Regions from separate parts of the Rattus norvegicus genome. Here region 1 is linked to region 2. A link is a contact called in public Hi-C data. All regions are on one chromosome and are shown on one strand. Each heading gives the region's core, a stretch centred on a gene start, on an enhancer-like site or on the middle of the called end of the contact. The rest is flanking DNA. Distances are from core to core; before and after follow the strand shown. Region 1 holds the start of Sfxn5 (sideroflexin 5). Region 2 overlaps Sfxn5 (sideroflexin 5).

Region 1 (5,050 bases), core at 1,247-3,746, 69 kb before region 2:
GCTCCTCCCCTGACCCTTATTTGGAGCATCCCAGGATAAAATCTAATGCACAGTAGGTCCAGGGCTATCCAGCACCTTATTGTGCCTGGCGTTGGGTCCCAGTTGTGCTGGGCCAGTGGGCTTGTCTGAAAGTAGGAGGCTTCCCTCTGCCTTAGGAGACACCTGTACTTAGGAAAAGGCCTTGTGGCTTTCCAGCTGCTCTGTCCCTGCTGTACAGCCCTCCTGCTCACCAATCCTGCTCACCCCTGCCTTGCCTGGCTTGGCTGAAGTGCATTTTAAAGTCAAGTATCTGCCCTGTGGTCCAGTTTCTAGTTTGCTTGTGAATACAACCGTTTTCCCCATGACATCTGGGGGTCCTTGGTGGCTGTGCATGTGGTATGTGGTATGAGTGAAGCAGGTGAAATGCTGACAGAAGATGCTCTTGGCCCAGTGGAGAGGTAGTAACTTCTTTCCAGTATCTCTTAACCCAGAACACCTCAGAATAGTCTCTGTGGATGACGTCAGTCTTCTGCCAGCATGGAGCAGATGAACTCCACAATGGGGTCCACCACAGCACAGTTACCAACTATAGGTCAACTCAGAGAAGAGGAAAGTCATCACCAGTTCCCAGAATATTGGGGTGGAGGCAGTCATGGGTGTTGGAGGTGTCTCTTGAGGAATTGAGTCCCTCTGCTAGGAATTCCTCTGGGCTTTAATTGGTCCCAGCCCTGTCTTTTGTCTTTCATCCATTCCTGCTGTTTGGCTTCCTTACATGGCCAGGGTAGGGGTGTCTCCCAGAGGAGTCCTGAACTGAGGCCAGGGTTTTGCTCATGTGTCTGCTCCTTACCACACACTGCAGAGTGCAGCCAGACAGGCAGTGAGCAGGCACAGCTCTGCCCTGCCTTTTGTCTTCCTAGTTGAAACTGCTGTCTATAAAGAGCTTGTTCTTCATGTTTTGAGGACTTTATGAAGAATAAAAGGTTCGTGTACCACAGCCAGCTTGGTGTGTTTCTGTCTTGAAATGAGCGGGTGAAGGAGACTGCCTGTGGGAGAGGGCAGTGTGGGTCTTAGGTGACAGAGCGCTACTGCCCTGAGATCACAGGCAGCACTGCCTTAGGGCCTGGTGTGTCTAGGGTGCATGTGTTCACCAGGCACAGGTCACTGGCATAGTGAGTGCTGGGGCTAGTAGGGAAGTGTGGAGAAAGGGCACGGTCTGTGATTTCAGTTCTGAAGCTACTGAGTTCAGTAAGGAAAGGCAAGATACAAAGCAAAAATAAGACCTGTTCTTAGGTCCATCTGTGAGTCCTGTTCCATATGGCTCAGCTATCAGCGAGTGGATAAGCACTTGGGCCACCAATGGCTCATGCAATGTTTAGAAGGACAAGAGGACAACCCCAAGTTACCTCTGAATCTCATCAGGAGACAGAGGCTTCCCTAGAGCCAAGGAGTTATGTCCTCAGTGAAACCAACATCTCCCCACCCTTCATGCCCAGTGTGGCTCATAACCACATCACTGAGCTGGGGCTGCAGTTGCCATTGGGTGCCATTCTGCAGGGGGTGTGTGTTTATTACCCTGGTGCTCTCTGCAGCTCCTGGTGCACCCCTGTTGCTAGTCCTTGGTAATTAGTCTTGGAGAGAACCTGCTTAGGCCAAAAGAAGTAGGGTCTCAGGATGCTTAAGCTCTGGATATTTAACTCATCCAATACATTTGAGTGCCTAGTGTAAGCTCTCTTCACACTAAATCTGAACTGAAGATTTATTTATGTGAGCCACCGCCCCCTCCCCACACAGTAGGAAACAAATATATTTAAGTCCATAGTTTGTCTGCTAGCTGGCATCTGTAATCCTGGAATTTGGAAGGCAGAGGAAAAAGGATCACAAGTTTGAGGCCAGCCTGTGCTACATAGTTCCAGGCTAGCCTGAGCTACATGCAACGAGGCAAAAGAGAGTTCCGCGTGGTACAGAATCCGGAAGCGGATCTTTATGGTAGTATGATGACTGAATCGATGAACATTTATGAGGAACTTAGAAAAAGAACCGCCTCAGGCCGCGATAAAAATGAATAGACTGTAAAAGGGTCACAGTAGCTTGAGCATGGCTCGTTTCAGAGAGTGGCGGAATGGCTGGAGGCAGGGTTTTGATAGAAGAAACTGTAGGAAAATCCCGCAGTGCGACTCCTTGCTGAAGGCCGTCCGAATTAACCCCACTCTGCCTGGAGTCCTTGCTTGTCTGATCCCGGGTCGTGCCCGCGTTTGTAGGGGTTCCTTGTCCTAAGACTCAGGTTTGCATGTACACCCGCACATGCATTTGCATACATTCCCAGGACCGCGGACGCCTGCTGCTTTGGCGGTGGGAAACGAGACCAGGTCTGCGTGGGTGCAACTCTCCGCAGTTTGGGGTTGTCAGGCTCGGAGCAGAGGAAAACTACACTCCCCAGAAGGCCCTGCGCGCCCGGTTCGCTGCGGTTGCTCACGGCCAATCGGGAGAGGCAACTGTGGCGGGGGCCGAGGAGGGACATTTTAAAAGGGCTGGAGATTGCGGGCGTCAGTGACCATGGCGGATACAGCGACCACAGCCTCGGCGGCGTCCGCGGCGGCCAGTGCCTCGAATGCCTCCTCCGATGCTCCCCCTTTCCAGCTGGGCAAGCCCCGCTTCCAGCAGGTGAGACTCAGGCATCGGCCTGCGGGTGGGAGGGAGACACAGGGGAGGGCACCGAGCCAAATCTCTTGCAAAGTCACTTCAGCCCGAGGGTCTCCAACCCACGGCCACCAGAGCCTGCAGCTAGTGTGGGGACCTTGGCTGAAGCCGCTCCTTTCCTATTGGGCAACCGGATGGGCGAGGTCTCCCTCTCTTGTTTCCTATTGGCGGGTGACACAGTCACTCCGCGGATGCCCGTGCCATGGCACAGCCCCCGTCCGAGTCGCGCGGTGATTGGCCACGCGGGTCGCGGTCCCGGGTCCGAGCGGTTCTGAAGGGTCACTCTGGCAAATGCGCCCTAGGCGCAAAGTTCCAGTCTTGTGCAGCATGGGCCGGTGGTATGGCCCGTACGCTTCTCAACTTCTCCCCGAGTGGAACTGACCTTCCTTATGAGCTGCGGGACAGTCTCGGGGCAAAACTCCCTGGTCACGCCCCACGGTCATGCTCTGGCTTCTCAACCTCCAGCAAGGTGCTGCGTGTGCCCTAGGATGGGACCGCGTGCACCGGTATAGCGACCTGATCTCTATCCCGGGGCCGGGGCTTCAGTGATGAGACCAGCGGGCCAGCTAGTGCGCTCTGCGGGGATGCGGCTGGGACAACGCGGGGAGAGCCGGGTGCGGGGAAACGCTGTGTCATTCTCCGGAGCTGCCGCGCTCCTCCCAAGGGTCCCAAGCGCGCCCCAGTCCTACACGCGCTGCTCAGCTCTGGCCCCCATCCATACCTTAGGCTTGGGCTCCTCAGGGTGCACCATGACTATGATTAACCTCGCCTGGGGTACCACACAAACCCCAAAACCTCGCAGAGTATCACTAACTCGGCCTTGGAACCGCAGGTCCAGGTCTGTGAGCCAGGAGCCTGGGGGGCTTAGTTACAACACCGCAGACCCTCTGACTCCAAAGCTAAAGTGACCCTGGGCTTGCCAGGAGTGGGGGCAGCAGATGCGTTAGAGAAAACTTTGAAGGAAGAAAGGAAACGCTACTACAAAGATGGGATGTGGCTGGGCGTAGAGGCGAGAATGGGTTCGAATTCAGTCGTGTGTGCCCCCCCCCCCCCACGACTTCGTCGAGCTGAGCTTTCTGAAACTACATCCCTAGAGTTTTTAAATGGGACTTGGTTTCTTTTAAAAATAGACTGTCTCAGCATGGAAGAATCTGGAGAGATTTAATGTCCCAGCTAGTGAAAACTGCCACCTACTGAGACGCTGTCAGGGGTGCTTGTGTCTAACCTTGAGTGAACCTTTATTTGTCCCCCCCCCCACCCGTTCTACTCATCTTTAAGTAAGCCTGCACTCCCGACTAGGAAGCACTTGCTGTCTTTGGAACCACTACCCCAGTGGTCCTATCAGAACGCCAAACTCCCCTCTGTACCCCAAGTGGTAACCTTGCAGATGCAGATTACTTTTTTAAAGTATTCCCTTGGTCCTTTTCCTGGTAAAAGGGGTTAATCTTACCCCGAGGCAATTGGGCTTTTAATAACACGACCTGAGTAAGGGATTCTTTCTCCCAGGTCTGGTGTCTGGTATCTGGATAGTGCTTGGGTCATCATCCATCTACCCAACATTTACTGAGTACCTTGTGTTGGCTTTCTGCTCTGGGCTTTCACTCTTGTGGAGTGTATTTGGGGAGATTTAGTTCCTGCAGCTGTTCATATCTGTGGAGTATGCAGTAGCCTCTGCTGAGGCTTCCACTGCTGGCAGCCTAGTGGCTTTAATAAGGCTGCTGAGCAGGTCTGATTCACCCATGCTGAGAACTTCTGTTTCTTCCACACCTGCTCCTCCCTCTGCAAACAGCTCAGCCTGCCACCCAAGAACTAGAGTCATAAGCCTAGTTTCTCCTCTGTAATTCCCAGGCCTCTGAGTCCAGCCAGAGGCTGTGATCTCTTCTCCCCCACAGCTCTCATAGCCGCCCTCTACAAGGCTAAGCCAATCCACACCATTTATTCTTTGGCTAATGTGGGAACCTCCGACAGGTTCCTGGGTTTCCAGTCCTGCTCTGGCCCTCTTCCAACTCTTCTCTTTCCTCTATGGCAGAGACCCAGCAATGCAGGTCTGATCAGGTGATTCCCATACTCGAAGTATCCCTAAACAGCCTGCAGTGGCTTCCTCTACTTTTGAGACATAGACCTTGCATCTGAAGGGACCCAAAGTTTTGCAGGGCCCACTCCTTGACATGTGACTCCCCACTTGCCCCTTTCTCTCCACCATTCTGGCTGTTTTTAACCCCCAGACCTATCCTTTCCCTCCCACCCCTGAGCCACCCACTGGAACATAATATCTCTTGCCTCCTGCTCTCAACTCTTTTTGCGCTCCCCCTCATCCCTATATTATCCACAAATATCATTTCCTCAAAGGATCTTCATGCCCTTGGCTTCTTTA
Region 2 (4,638 bases), core at 2,123-4,622:
TTCTGGCCTCTGCAGGTACCACATATACATAGTACACATGTGCAGGCAACACACACACACACACACACACACACACACACACACACACCATTTTCAAAAAAATTTGAGAAGAAAGAAAACTCAACACAATGAAAGAATTCACATGTCCGAATCTTTCGATAACACCCCGTCCGTATCTCTTTGTCACAGCAGTCGTTGTACACACTGTGATAAGCCTTTCATCCGACCCAGTCATCGCTGTTGCTGTTCCTCTGAAGTAGAGCTTCGGGGCTGTCCTCAAGCAGCCCCTTTTATTTTACTCGCACGTAGACCACGCCACCTCCAAGTGAAAGTGGGGCATCCCGTTTTGTGCCTGGGATCCTGTTCATTCCCTGAATGCCTTGCTGCCAGTTAGAAGCCATATGCAGCCAGACCTGTATAGACGGCTCGCTGTGGAGAAACTGCCAATCTGCCCCGTAGACTCGCAACCCTGAATGGAACTTGGCTTGGGAGTCAGATAAATTGGGGCAGCCTGACTCTGCTGGGCTGAGGTCTGGGCTCCTGAGAGGGGAGAGGGCTCCCTCGCCACCCTCCTCCTCTGTAAAGCAAGAGGAGTTTAGAGCCCCCCCACCCCCGGCTCAGCTGCTTCAACAGCCTCTCCCTTCTTCCAGATGCTCTGATGATGTAGGAGAACCTGGGAGGAGGGGGCAGCACACAGAAGGGTTTGAGTGAAGAGGTCACGGCCCTGGTACCTTCCCACTGAACATGTGGTTCAGGAATTCAACTTATGAAAACTCTGGCCTCTCTGACTCCCACCCCAACACTTTCCAGGCAGGTACCTCACTCCGACTGGTTGGCGGAGGAACACAGAACCCAGCAGTTTCTTGGAACCTGGGGCTTGCACTGTGGAGACACCTTCTGCCTCCTCTTCTTTGCTTGGTTCCAGATCCTCCCAGAGGAGACTTTCCTTGACCTAAGTCCCAGAAAATTCTTGTTCTTCCCACACCTCGTCCTCTCATTGTCCCCAGTTGGATTACAAGTTAGCTAGGGACAGGCATCTGTCTCGTACCCCACAGAGGGAACCATAGAGCCCTGTGCCATAAATACCTATTAATTAGGCTGCTGATTGATCGCTGGCCTTGAGAGGCCCCTCCTGTCCTCTCCGGGAGCCTGAGCCTTAGCAGAGGCATGCCCTTCTGCCTGCCGACTTCATACAGCGAGGGGCAGATGGAGTGGAGTTCCTGACTTGGAAAATCGGCAGCTTGCTTTCTTCTCTTTTGTGTGTATAAATCACAAAACTGCCAACCACAGAGGCTTGATTTTATTTCCCTCTCCCTTGTTCTGTGGAACCCCAGGCCCTGCGGCCTCATTAACTGATTTCGGCTTCAATTAGAGACAAATCCCCTCCCAGGGCGAGCCTGTTAGGAGCAGATGACCTGCAAACAAGTGTCACGGCCCCAGTGGTTGGCCCAGTTCTGGCATTAATTAAAACGAGTCCCTACAAGCAGGTGGTTAGATGGCGCCTGACGGGCTGAGAGCCGGTCCCACAGACTAAGCTGAGCTGAGGTGCAGCCTCCTCTGTGGGGTCTGCAGGGCCCTGTCTCTCTTTCAGAAGAACCCTTGGCCTTGGCCACCAGCGCCCCCTCACCAATCAGGCATTCCCCCAAATGAAGCCTCATGCTGGGCCCAGGATTGTTGGGGTGAGAAGCCTCTCTGGGCCCCCCTAAATAGACTTGGCAATGTCTGGGGCTCTTGCTTTAGAATAAAAAAGAAATCCCGTCTTAAGTTATTTTTGAAAACCTAACAGTTTGCTGTCTTTTAACAAAGGAAACCTCTCTCTGTCTTCTTTGTGTTTTTGTTCTGGAGTTCGTGTGGAAGCTTCTGGGCTGGCCATCACTGTCTCTGTGAAGGGAGAGATCAGGCAGGCTCCTGACTCCTTCTGCAAGGTCTGTGAGGGGCCAGACACTGCAGGAGCCTGGGCTGTAGCTTGATATAGCTTTCAGGATGCTGGGAGGGCGAGCGGAGAGCATCGAGGCAGGGAGAGCCATGGTGGTGCTGACCCCGAGGTGTCTAACTCAGCCACAGGGCTGATACATGGGACAGATGGAGAAAGCCAACAGAAGGCAGGGCTGGATGTCCCAGAGAGAGGGTAGAGAAGATACAGAGGCATGCAGAAAGATGGGATCAGATTCTGGACCATGTCAGAAGTGTGTCATGGAGAGAGTAATGCTGATGGTGACGGTGGGGGATAGCAGAGGTCATCAGGGGCCGCGGATGCCACACCAGGAATCCCAGACTGGGCATTGCAGGGTCTTAGGCAGAAATAGGAGGTGGCAGATGCAGTCCACTGACCACCGGCTCCTGGGTGTTGATGGACCCGGGGTTGGGGAGGAAGGCTCAGGGCTGACGTCTTGTGTGACTGGTCAGGGGTAGGTTGGCGGAGCCTGATAAGAGATGCATTCACGTCCTGTCGCAGGCGTCTCAGCTAAGCCTTAGCTGCAGTGGCCTTTCCTTCAGAATCACTGTAGACCCCCTTTCCCCTGGTGGTCCTTTCCTTGTTGGTTGCAGCATTTGTCTGCAGGGAGAGACCCAGGAAGCCTTCTGGTTCTCATTGCTTGCTGGCAACTCCACATGCCCCTGATGGTCAGATTAGTAAACAGCCACCCAATGGCCAATCCTTACAGAGAGCTGGCACTGTGCTAGTTCAGCCCCATTTTACAGATGGGGAAATTGAGCACAGACTGAAGCCAAGGGCAGAGCCTGTGCACCGCAGCCCAGGCTTACTTGCACACTTTTATTAACAACGGTCCTTTTATCATCATACTCCTTACTGAGATGGGAAAAACCAAGCACTGTTTTAGCTTCTAGATCAGAGAAAATGTTACTGTTCCCATAGTAGGCAGGTGCCCCCTCAGGCATCCCAAGAACAATGGCAATTAGCAGTAGCTCTTAGATCAACCATGACCTTCATCCTTGGTTTCTGGACCTCTGTCTTCTGGCCAACATTAAGTCAGTATTGTGATCCAGAGCGCACACCACCTCCTGTAAGACAAGATCAGGCTGACTGTTCAGCAAGGGCATAGCCAGGCCCTTCCGTTCTCCTCCCGCTACCCTGGCACCCCGGTCCAGGCGATGGTCAGGTTACTTTCCCTTTAGATGACTTCTGGGTTGGAGGGGCCATGGCAGAGACCCAGCAGCTGAATTTGAAGTGTTCCAGAAGCCTGCACATGGCAGTGCAGTGGCCAATCGGACCCCAGTAGCAGCCCTGCGTCCATTCTTGGAAGGAAGAGGGTCTAATGTAATTGGTTTCCTTGCAGCCAGCACACTGTCCCTATCAAACACATGACAGGCCTTAGGCCTGACCGCTGGCCGAGCAGATCAATGCCTCAGCCTCAGCTGGAGCTGACAGGAGCGAGGCTGTTGACTAACTCTCCCGTTCACCTTTGCTCTCTTGCCCCTGAGCTCATTGCCAAGCAACTGGCTGGCTGTGGCTGGAAGACATTTGACCTCCACTTGGTAGCCAGGTTTAGTTTACAAAGCTGTGCCCTCTGGTGGGTATTGGTGGTACTTCAGTGATTTCCTGACCCACGCTCTGCCTTCTGGGACCCACGAAAATGCAGCACATTTGGGCACATTACTGTCCAGTCACCCAGAGAAGTGTAAGGTCTGATCTCGTGCCATCTCTCCTGCCTGTCTGCCTCCTCCTCCATTGTTCTTCAGAACTACTTAGAGTCCACTGGCCAGTGCCGCAGAGTTCACAGAACCTTGCCGACAACCCAACATTGTTACGTCTGTGTCTCGGCAGAGCCGTCCTCCCCCTCTCCCCACACCCAGCTACCTCCCACTCACTTCCATGGTTCAGTCAGGTGTGCTTTGGCGCTTTGGTGACTCTGGGGCCTCCTCCCCTAGTTGAGTATAAATGAGCAGCCCAGGTAGCCCACAGACCGGGCAAGCACAGCGTTTGCAAAGCCAGATGCAGTGGTTTGGAAGGCTTTTGTTTGCCTTCATACCTCAGACAGCTTTCACTCTGATTTATTCTAGAAGCACCACTAAGTCCAGACTCATTTTACCACAAACTGAGAATTCAGTGGGTGGGCAAGAGGAACAAGCCCTGGGCTCTGGTACTAAGTGTCTGCTGGGGCGATGGGTTTTTTTCGTTTTTTGTTTCTTTTTTTCAGTTATCAGATGCATGTATTATTTTAATTCAGAGATGTGTAAAAGGGCAAACACATATGTACTTAGAGACTGGTAGATGCATGGATGAAAGCTCTGGCCTTGGGCTGGGGGATAGCTCAGGTGGTGAAAGTGCTTGCTTTGCAAGCTTGAAAGCTTGAGCTCGGTTTTATAGCTCACATAAAAAGCGTGTGGGGTTGGAGAATTGGCTCCCTGGTTAAGAGCACACGCTGTTCTTGTAGAGGACCAGAGTTTGATTCCCACTTTGGGGCAGTTTACAACTTTTTGTAACTCTAACTCCAAAGCCCTCCTCTGGCTTCCACAGACACTCATACACACACACACACACACACGCACACACCTGGAGACAGAGAGGCGATCTGATATTTAGGTTGAGGGTGAGGCTTGACAGGAACCGTGCTCAGAGGCCCTGGAGTGGGAGTGGGGAGAGCTGGCTCGTGGGAGGAGCCTACAAGTCGGTAGGGA

Evidence for each region. Hi-C and Micro-C count contacts between places; a contact is called where the count stands out from the background.
Region 1: a Hi-C map of liver shows a contact between it and region 2, with 3 times the contacts expected there. The contact joins the promoter of Sfxn5 here to the enhancer-like site in region 2. A contact is called at or near these places in 6 of 12 Hi-C or Micro-C datasets (the A7r5 cell line, the Rat2 cell line, Schwann cells and 2 more).

What each region holds. Positions count from the first base shown.
Region 1 is chr4:119,424,693-119,429,742 of GRCr8, reverse strand. Sfxn5 (sideroflexin 5) reads left to right here and starts at 2,496. Exons shown (of 14, transcript NM_153298.1): 1 at 2,496-2,640. The coding sequence starts at 2,533. Rab11fip5 (RAB11 family interacting protein 5) reads left to right here. Exons shown (of 5, transcript NM_001399548.1): 5 at 1-977.
Region 2 is chr4:119,356,680-119,361,317 of GRCr8, reverse strand. All of the region lies in intron 9 of Sfxn5 (sideroflexin 5), which reads left to right. Among named protein-coding and RNA genes, the nearest start is that of Sfxn5, 68 kb to the left of the region's middle. Within about 2 kb of position 3,372, at least 10 of the 93 cell types and tissues checked have an H3K27ac peak or open chromatin away from gene starts, as enhancers often do. A contact at or near this core is called in hepatocytes and liver, where this site is marked.